Regions from separate parts of the Mus musculus genome. Here region 1 is linked to region 2. The links are chromatin contacts, called in public Hi-C maps. All regions are on one chromosome and are shown on one strand. The core of a region is the stretch at or near the end of the contact, and the rest is flanking DNA. Distances in the headings are between cores, read along the strand shown. Region 1 overlaps Ptprd (protein tyrosine phosphatase, receptor type, D). Region 2 overlaps Ptprd (protein tyrosine phosphatase, receptor type, D).

The links. A called contact is a pair of places that touch in the nucleus more often than the background predicts.
Region 1: a contact with region 2 is called in a Hi-C map of myocytes, with 4 times the contacts expected there. The contact joins two enhancer-like sites. A contact is called at or near these places in 11 of 484 Hi-C or Micro-C datasets (brain, cerebellar granule neurons, cerebellum and 5 more) and 2 of 115 datasets of contacts at active chromatin or transcription factors (forebrain and neural tube).

What each region holds. Positions count from the first base shown.
Region 1 is chr4:76,441,164-76,445,656 of GRCm38.p6, reverse strand. The region is part of intron 10 of Ptprd (protein tyrosine phosphatase, receptor type, D); the gene reads left to right. Among named protein-coding and RNA genes, the nearest start is that of Gm42303, 7.5 kb to the left of the region's middle. Within about 2 kb of position 1,901, at least 11 of the 459 cell types and tissues checked have an H3K27ac peak or open chromatin away from gene starts, as enhancers often do. A contact at or near this core is called in myocytes, where this site is marked.
Region 2 is chr4:76,256,690-76,261,245 of GRCm38.p6, reverse strand. All of the region lies in intron 11 of Ptprd (protein tyrosine phosphatase, receptor type, D), which reads left to right. Among named protein-coding and RNA genes, the nearest start is that of Gm46893, 79 kb to the left of the region's middle. Within about 2 kb of position 1,350, at least 16 of the 459 cell types and tissues checked have an H3K27ac peak or open chromatin away from gene starts, as enhancers often do. A contact at or near this core is called in myocytes, where this site is marked.

The sequences.
Region 1 (4,493 bases), core at 652-3,151, 180 kb before region 2:
TGAAACCTAAATATTAATGCCATGATAAAATGGTGAGTTTGGAGCACACAAGGCAGCTTTCTGACCAGGCACATAACATGAAATTTCCTTAAACTGTTAGCTCCTTGTTTCCTGATTAACAAATCACGGATGTTTTTATGCAGCTAGCTGATTTCATTTCTTTCTATTAATATTTTATTAATGAAAGTATTTTTAAGACTTGGGCATTAAGACTTGACATTAAAGTCACTTAAAATTCTGTTCATTCATATTGCCACCCCTCTCAAAGCAACTCGGGAGAAATGGCCCGAGATGATGCTTGCAGAGTCTTCTCGCTCAAGATAATTCAGTGGCCAATTTGAATTAGTTCTGTTTGATGCTGATATACTTAATCAATCAGTCTATATCAATATTTTTTGAAGGAATGCCTTTCATGGCTCTTTAACCATGATCTTCTGTTCCCTAAGTCAAATTTCTGTATGTAACAGGCAATAAATTGACAAAAATCATTTGGAAAGCAAAAGCAGCTTTTTCTGTCTGTAAGGGCTAGGTCATGGATACAGGCAGACCAGCCGACAGTAATGGACCAACCACTTAGGTGATCCTCTCCCCCAACACTACCAATGGCTGTGTGGCACTGACAACAGAGTGTTAAGAACCGAGTCCCATAGCAGAGCACCATTTGAGCCTAGGCTTTGTCATGGTGCTTTGCGCTCACTGACCAGAAAGACTGCCTCTTTGCTGAGGGTTGACCTTCAGATAACAGTGTCAGGAGATTCATAGCCCTCTCATGTTGCTGTTTACTGGCTTTAACATTCGTAAATCCATCAGCTTCTTGAAATTAATTGAATTTACAAAATCTTAATTGTCTTTAAAGAGCAACAAAAAAAAGCCAACCTTTGAGCTAATGTAGCAGTAGCTAATGAAAGAAATTGAGGTTGAGGAATTGATTGTAATTTTTAAAAAGTTTCTTGGATCTGTTTGGAGATTTGTGGAAATTGTATTTTAAAATAAATAGAATGATCAACTGTAAGCATTGGATAGCAAGGTATCAGAAATTCCTATGTAATGTCAACTCACTCTAATCTATCATCTCTCTATCTATCTATCTCTCTATCTATCTATCTATCTATCTATCTATCTATCTATCTATCTATCTATCTATCTATCTATCTACATCTATATCTATTTATTTTTTCTCCAGCCTTTGAAAAGATGGATGGCAATAGGTTTTCTCTAAGGGAAACTCAGGCTCTCAGTCCTATCACATTCTCCCTGGGGTGGGAGGCAGCATTTGAGAGTCTCAGTTTCACCATCTCTAAGGAAGAGAGAATAACCACCCAAACGATGACAGTCCAGCTAACAGTGTAATAAACAATTCTTATTTTTTAAGGTGAAAAAAGGACCTATGTAAGCTCTATATGTGTTAGCCATGTGTATGCTTCATGCTAGGCACATGTTTAATTGTTGACTGATTTAAAACTCAGATCTGTTGGATGTAGGTGTCTACATCCTTCCCTCCTCCTCTGCTTTCTGGTGTATATTTGTTGTAATCACTGCATATCCTAGAACAATCTTTCTTGCCCAGCGTGTTCATTGCAGTCTGTGCATATTAGCATGCCTCAGTACACCACTATCTCAGAAAAGCTTTCAAACTAAAAGCTAGAAATGACTTTGCCTAGAATGTACGGGGAGCATTTCCTTTAAAAGTCAAGAATGAATTAATAGATTCCCAAGGATAGCTGTTGATGTGGAACTGCAGTTTTGGGGAAAGAAATGCTTAGAAACGCAGTTAATTAAAATACTAAACCAAAATAAGTGCTTTGAAAAAAGTGCACTGCATCTTAGAAAGCTGCTCAGCCCTTGCCCAGTGCAGCTGTCTTTTCCTCAAAGATCCAGTTTCAAGAGCGGTGATGGATGGTGGTGCCTGTAGCCAGTTGTGGGGTTTGCTCTGAGGTCAAATGTGTTGATGGAAGATAGGAATTTACTTACTGCATTCTGTCTTTCCCTAAGACCCACCAGCACAGTTCCACAGGAAGAAATGAGACTAGCCACATCAAATACCGACACAGTGTCCTATTATAGGTCAAAAGACATTTGTTTAGTGTTTACCATACGATTATTTTCCATCCTCCCCAGCGTTCACTACAACGAAATATTGAATGGCACTAATCATTTCTTTTTTCACACATAGGCCCTCAACTCCCTGGGAAACATATCTCCTCCATGTTGTATTTTAATCGACATATTCTTAAAGGTTTTTAAAGGGGGGGACCTTACCAATTCATTCTTCTCTGGTTGAAATGGTTCAGTCTGATTCCTCAGATCTGTTTTTATACCTTAGTCTAATCTTTCTCATGATTTTTTGACTAGCAGGGAATAATAACCTAGAAATACCTTAAATACTCCAAATCTACTTACTGTTCATGTAATCAGTTTTATTTATTTTTCCTTGGAGGATTATAGTAGTTCCCGACAAGAAAAAAAATGTTGAAAACAACTTCTATCGGAGGCTCCCACGGGTGGGTACTGCTCTGAGCTCTTTCCTTGATTCTTGCTTTCTTCTCTTCATGGATTCTCCTTTCCTGTGATGTTCAGGCCTCCTAGCTTCCATCTCTATTATAAACTCTTTGAATATTGATTAATCTTCTCAGATTCTCCTCTGCTGTCTCCTGGGATATTCCTGTCAAGTTAGCATAGAACCAACAGTTTCTGCATAGATTACCCTGAAAGTAGATTTCATAGCACTCCTCAAGTACCTATCCTAAATTTCTATCAGCTGGACGGATCGTTGTCAATAAAAGGCTTTCCTGAATCACGAGCTCTGAATAATAAACTCTAAATAATATCTCCCATACAGTATTTGTAGTCATTTTCCTTCACACCACACCTCATCTGATTTAGCCCTCCGGAAGGAAATTTGGTGTCATCCTTTGCACCTATCTTCTTCCCTTCTTGTTATCCAGTTCTGTAGTTCTATTCCTGGAATTTCTTTATTGTATGGCTTCCTTTCCCTTTCTGACTTTACCATGTGCTTGGATGTTCTGCAGCCCATAAATAGCTTTCCATGTTGTCTTAGTGTTTTCTCTCTCTTCTTTTCTGAAATGTGGCATTTTCTTTTCCCCTTGTCTATACAATCAAGAGCAAACTCCCCATCAACAGCTGACACAGTCCTCTGCAGGCTGACTGTAATTTGCATGTCCTGCCAGCTTTCTCACTCAGAGCCCCAAGGTGACCTGTTTTTGAGCAAGAGCAGATCCTGAACTATCTTGGGAGTGTCTGCCGTGGGATTTTCTGCTTCTCAGATATGATTCCAAGAATCCCTCTTTCCTCTATGTCTATTGTATCAATTTGTGATCATTGAAGTCTTTCTAAGTGTTGTCTAACCAACTAATGCCCAACTCACTTACTCTGTCTTTTTCTTTGGATTGAATGGAACTAAGGATTTGAATTTGAGTTGTATTTAATTTAAATCATGAATGTAAAGAATAAATTCATCATAAGCCAAAGGTGCTCAGTCTCTGGGTTGCAACCCCCATAAAGGTCCCGTATCAGATTACCATATATATTGGATATTTACATGAACATTCATTATAGTAGCAGAATTACAGTGATTAAATAATTTTGTAATGGGGAGGGGCACCACAACATGAGGAACTGTATTCAACGGTCACAGAATTAGGGAGGTTGAGAACCACTGTAAATATATGCCTATGATGATAAGCTGGAGGTACAGGAGATATAGCTTAGTGGCAGCCTAAGTTATGTGGATGCCCTAGGCTGAGTCCCTTGAAAAAACTTGGGACTCTTGAGAAAGAATTCAGCATTCCTCTTTGGAGAAAACTTCCATTAGTATTGTTGATATTGATCACTAATGATAGTGATCACCGTGTTTTCGTGGTCATGTTAGTGGTAGTTGCTGTTAGTGGTAGTTGATAAAATGTACTGAGTACTTACTGCGGTGCTAGACATTCTGTTTGGTTCCTTCCTTTCAGTATTACATCTAATCCCTAAACTAATATTATGTATATTAAATGCTCATTAATTAGTATTTCTATGTTACAGTTTCAGAGGAAGAAAAACTGTTTAGGACTGAGCTCAAGATTGAGAGCTCAAGGTATTATGAGGGCCAGAATTATGTCAGGCAGTGTAAGCAACTAAACTATCTGTTTCACACTTAAGCTCCTCTTTCTTGTGTACAAAAAAAAAAGAAAACCAAAAAAACAAAAAAAAATCAAAAATCAAAACAAAAAAACAAAAGAACAAAACAGAACAAAAAACAAAAGTTAAAAAATATATCTCACACATGGCAAGCAAGTTCAGTTTCTTTGGCACACATTTATGAAAAATATAAGCATCTGTAGGGTCTCTCTGCCCATTCTGAAGAGTCTCTTCCTTATTCTACTGAGAAACACTCTTCCCTACAGGGGTTTGGGCAGTTGACCTTTGGCTGTTGTTGCTTTCCAGCTCTGCTATGTGGGGTTTCCAAGGCAGTGACGAGAGTTGGACTCAGT
Region 2 (4,556 bases), core at 101-2,600:
TCATCTAAGTTATGGTCTATGCATCCTGCTGTGTATTCATAAATGGTCCTATTTCTCAAATACAAGAAAATATTTTCTTCCTTCCATAATATTCTGTGGACACTAAAGGGTCCAATAACTTTTGAGGTCTTATCTAAAAGTCCAAGTCCTTGGGATTCCATATTGATGTTTCAGAGTGATGTTCAAAGGCCAGTGTTTTTGTAAAATTGGAGTCCTTAATAATGCGGACTGTATTTTTAGCACCTGAAAGTAGGGCCAACACAGTAGGAGGCCCTGAACATGGTCAGTGCAGCCCTGTTGGCTGATCTGGGTGGCTACAGCATGCCTGAGTCTGGCAAGAGGCCTTGGGGCTCTGCAAATGTTTTCTAAGTTAGCAGGGGGCTGGCACATCAGCTGTCAGCCCCAGCTTCTGTTTATGCTGAAAACAATAGCCTTGTGCTAGGGCAGTAATTATTGGTTGATTTTCTTTCCATAATAAGTATCTTAATAATTTGTCACAAAACCAACTTAAATTGCTATGATGTGGCCTGCATCAGTTAAATTGGGGGAAAGGGGGAAAACCCACAGCAAGAAATATTTCTGGTTATTTCTGCATGCATTCTCTACTGGTAAATAGTGTCATTAAAATCTTGTTTGCAGGTTTTTCACAAGGTTATGTGTGTATGGGAAAGTCCTTTGTTTTCTGACTCAGTACCCTGAGCTGGAAATTAGAGTGTGGTGTGGCAGGGTCGGGGAGGGGGTGGGGTGGGGTGGAATTGTTGGTAAACTGGCTCTGCTTCTTTGGAAAGCCTCCCATATTCCTGGGGCTTAGATACTGTGTTTCTCTAGAAAAGCATACATAATTCGAACGGAAATGAACTGGTTGCAGGATCCACATTGGCCAAAGGAGACAATTAGGAACTTGATATTTGAAGATCAAGCCATCTGATAAGTGTCTCCACAATATCTGAGCAGTTTCTCTGTTTCTGTGACTCTCTCACCACCAGAGGTGAAATGATATTTATGTACATACATATGAACCCATAGGAGAAACTGGAACTAAAGGAGTGGGAAAGGACCCATCTTCTCATTGATTCCCTTAATGTGTGCTCTGCATGTATTGCAGTTCACCGAGGACAAGAATACAATGTTTGCACGGTAATGCTCCTAGGCTTATTTTATTCATGTATAACTTTAAGCACACAATAGTAATGTTATTATGTTATCCTCAGCTCCACCTAGAGCTCATTTTATTAAGTCCTTTAAAGGTTTATTTTTATCTACAAGCTAAGGAGTTGAATCCTTGGCGGTTTCAGTGCCAGGGTCCAATTACTGTCAGCTCAGGTTTGCTCTGTGGACAGGGCCAGGCCACGGCTGGTTGCTCATCTATTATTATCATTGCCTGCTTGGACATGACTTCACAGCCCTAGCATAGAACCAGTTGTCAGGCTTTCCATCTTTTATGCTTTCAAATAGCTAGCTGAGGAGTGTTTGCTGGTGGGTGGGGCAGCTGCCTGAGTATGTAAGAGATCAGTCATGGTCAAGGTTGAACTTAGACAGGGCCAGCACAAGTCCCTCAGGCCAGCTAGTGGACATGGATGTAGATGCTTTCCTGGCCTGTAAAGGAATGCAAATTATATATATATATATTTAAAATCGATTTAATATGCAAAAATAAATCGTCTTGATTTCTTAATACATATATCCAGCTGGAAAGGTTCCAGTAGCCAAGATGTTTAATATCCCTTAAAATGTTGCCGGTTCTAATAGTTATCTAACATTGAATGAGAAAATTTGGAAGACTATAGATCATTGCCATAACTCTCTGCCCTAGAGCTGTGGCTATGTGGAGAAATACATTTAAATGGAAATAAACAGGGAATCTCAATTTAGTGGGTAATATCTAGAAGGGACAGAGATGCATACCTAAAATTTCTTATTACTTAAATAATTGTATTTGCGTTAAAGTGCCTTGAATGCCTATAATGTGTGGATATTACACAAAATAAGCCCATGACATAAATCTTACAAACTTAGAATACTAATGCTCCTAGCAGGGGACTCATCTAATTGAGAACAGTGCTGGGCAGTTTCCAAACATAGCCTTTAAATCACCACTTCCTTTAAAAACAACACTTGCTTAGAGGGAAATCGTTTCTTTTTAGTTTGCATTTTAATTTTCCCACTGACCATTATATACTTGAATAAAAATTAACAAATGGTGAGAGCATTTAAAACACTGAATACCAAAGAAGTGTTTTTATATGAATCAGATTTTAAGTGCTTAATCATTTAGAAGACAAAATATTTATTTAGACGATATTATTAATTACAGGGTTTTGCTGAATTCTCAATAAAGACTGTTTAATGTGGCCCACTGCATTAACCATACTATGCAGGAAGCAGAGGCAGGTGGATCTTTGTGAATTCAAGTCCAGCCTTGTCTTCATAGGGATTTCTAGGCAAGCCAGAGCTACAAGTAAGACTTTCTCAGCCCAAACAAAAACTGAGTCAGTTCTTTTGCATATCTTATTCTACAAAAAGATAGCTATATAATAATATACTAAATTAGTGTATGTACAAAAAAAAAGCCATACCTCTTTAATAAAGATTTGTAACAATGCTTTCAGTTTCTGAAGCAAATACATTTGAAGGCTATCAGTTTTATGAAAACATATACACTTGCACACACAACACTCCTATATTATTGCTTGGGAGAAATTTCTTAGCTACTTTCATTCCCAGACTACCTTCTCAGTTTAACCAAACTGAAATTGGTGTCAGTGAAAAATGGTTTACTGGTCCCAGGTGACATCAACTCCAGCACTGTCCCTACCGTTCCATCGCAGCAGACACCTTGGGATTTCTCTACTAGTTCCTTTCAGTCCTGGATATTATCTCCCGTTATTTCACATTGGAGAACAACAAAAGTTTCAAGTTCTCTTGTTCAAAACACCAGGCATATTGCAACAGGCCTATTCACATGTGCGGATAGAAGAGGGCAGGCCTGTGGCTCAGAGCAGCCAGTAGCAATGATGTGTTCACTATATTGTAGCTATTTATCTTACTTCAAGATATATTAATACCCAAGTCATAAACATTTACTTTACAGCTGGGAAAGGTGTATGGCCTCACCATCATCATGTTTTATTTAACACAGAATATAGCATATTATGACCAAAATAAACCGTCCTCTATGGTTGTATGCCAGAGCAATAAAATGTCTCTGAACTATTGACATTCTTAGTAAGACTAGCAATTTGTTTTGGTGTAAGACACTCAGAGTAACCACTAGTTTATGACATAATCTTAAATCACAGCCATAGTCTGTGTAGCCATCCCATCATGCCTTGGACCAGAGTCACACATTCTAATGAAAGACCATATCAACATCACTGTTTAGATATCCACTTAGCAGTTCCACTAAGGCCTCCTCTAGCCCATATGTGTGTGTGTGTGTGTGTGTCAAAAAATATATATACATACATACATATACATATATACATATATATTTTTTTTGAGACAGGGTTTCTCTCTATAGCCCTGGCTGTCCTGGAACTCACTTTGTAGACCAGGCTGGCCTTGAACTCAGAAATCTGCCTGCCTCTGCCTCCTGAGTGCTGGGATTAAAGGTGTGTGCCACCACCACCCAGCAAAATGTGTAGCCCAGGCTGGCCTTGAACTTGTGATTCTCCTGTCTCTGCCTCCTCCAGGAAATCCTACCAGTGTGTGCCACCACTGCCTGCCAATATTTTTAAAATATGCTTACTCAGTATATCTCACCATTTCCCAGAATGGTGTACTAGAAATAAGTAAAAAGCTACACATAACATTCAGTATTTATTTGCTGCTGCTGCTTCTTTTTCTTTTTCTTCTTCTTCTTCTTCTTCTTCTTCTTCTTCTTCTTCTTCTTCTTCTTCTTCTTCTTCTTCTTCTTCTTCTTCTTCTTCTTCTTCTTTCCTCCTCCTCCTCCTCCTCCTCCTTCTTGTTTATACCCTAATAAATGTACCAAAGAAACTCTTCTACTTTTGGAATTCCTGAGCTATGAAACTTCTCTGAACGATCAGCATTCTCAGTAAGACTGGTCATTTATTTTGGTGTAAGACACTCATACTAAGCACTAGTTTACCATGTTTACTAGTTTATCATGGGTTTACCAATTGGCTACATTGTTGTGGGCACAAATTTTACCCTGCTTAAATTGCCAAGATAGTCTGAGAATGAAAGCAGCTAAGAAACCTCCTACTTTTTAGTGTCTTTGGTTTAGAATTAGTTTCCAAAGCAGATTCATTATGTCACTCACTGGTAATTTACTTATCATTTAATCATAATTTATCAAATCAGATGGATTGATCATCATTAAACATAATCATTTCTTCTTCATCCTAACCTGCTATCTGTACATTGGATCACACAGGACAGGTAATTTGTTTATTTGAAGAGGAGTGACACACTAGATATAAGTGAAGATGCTCGGCAGAACATAGAGAAAAGCAACGCCACTCTCTCCAGTTTTATATTTCTCTAAAAACTGTGCTATCATCCTGTCACATTATCCAAGAATATTCCGCGGTACT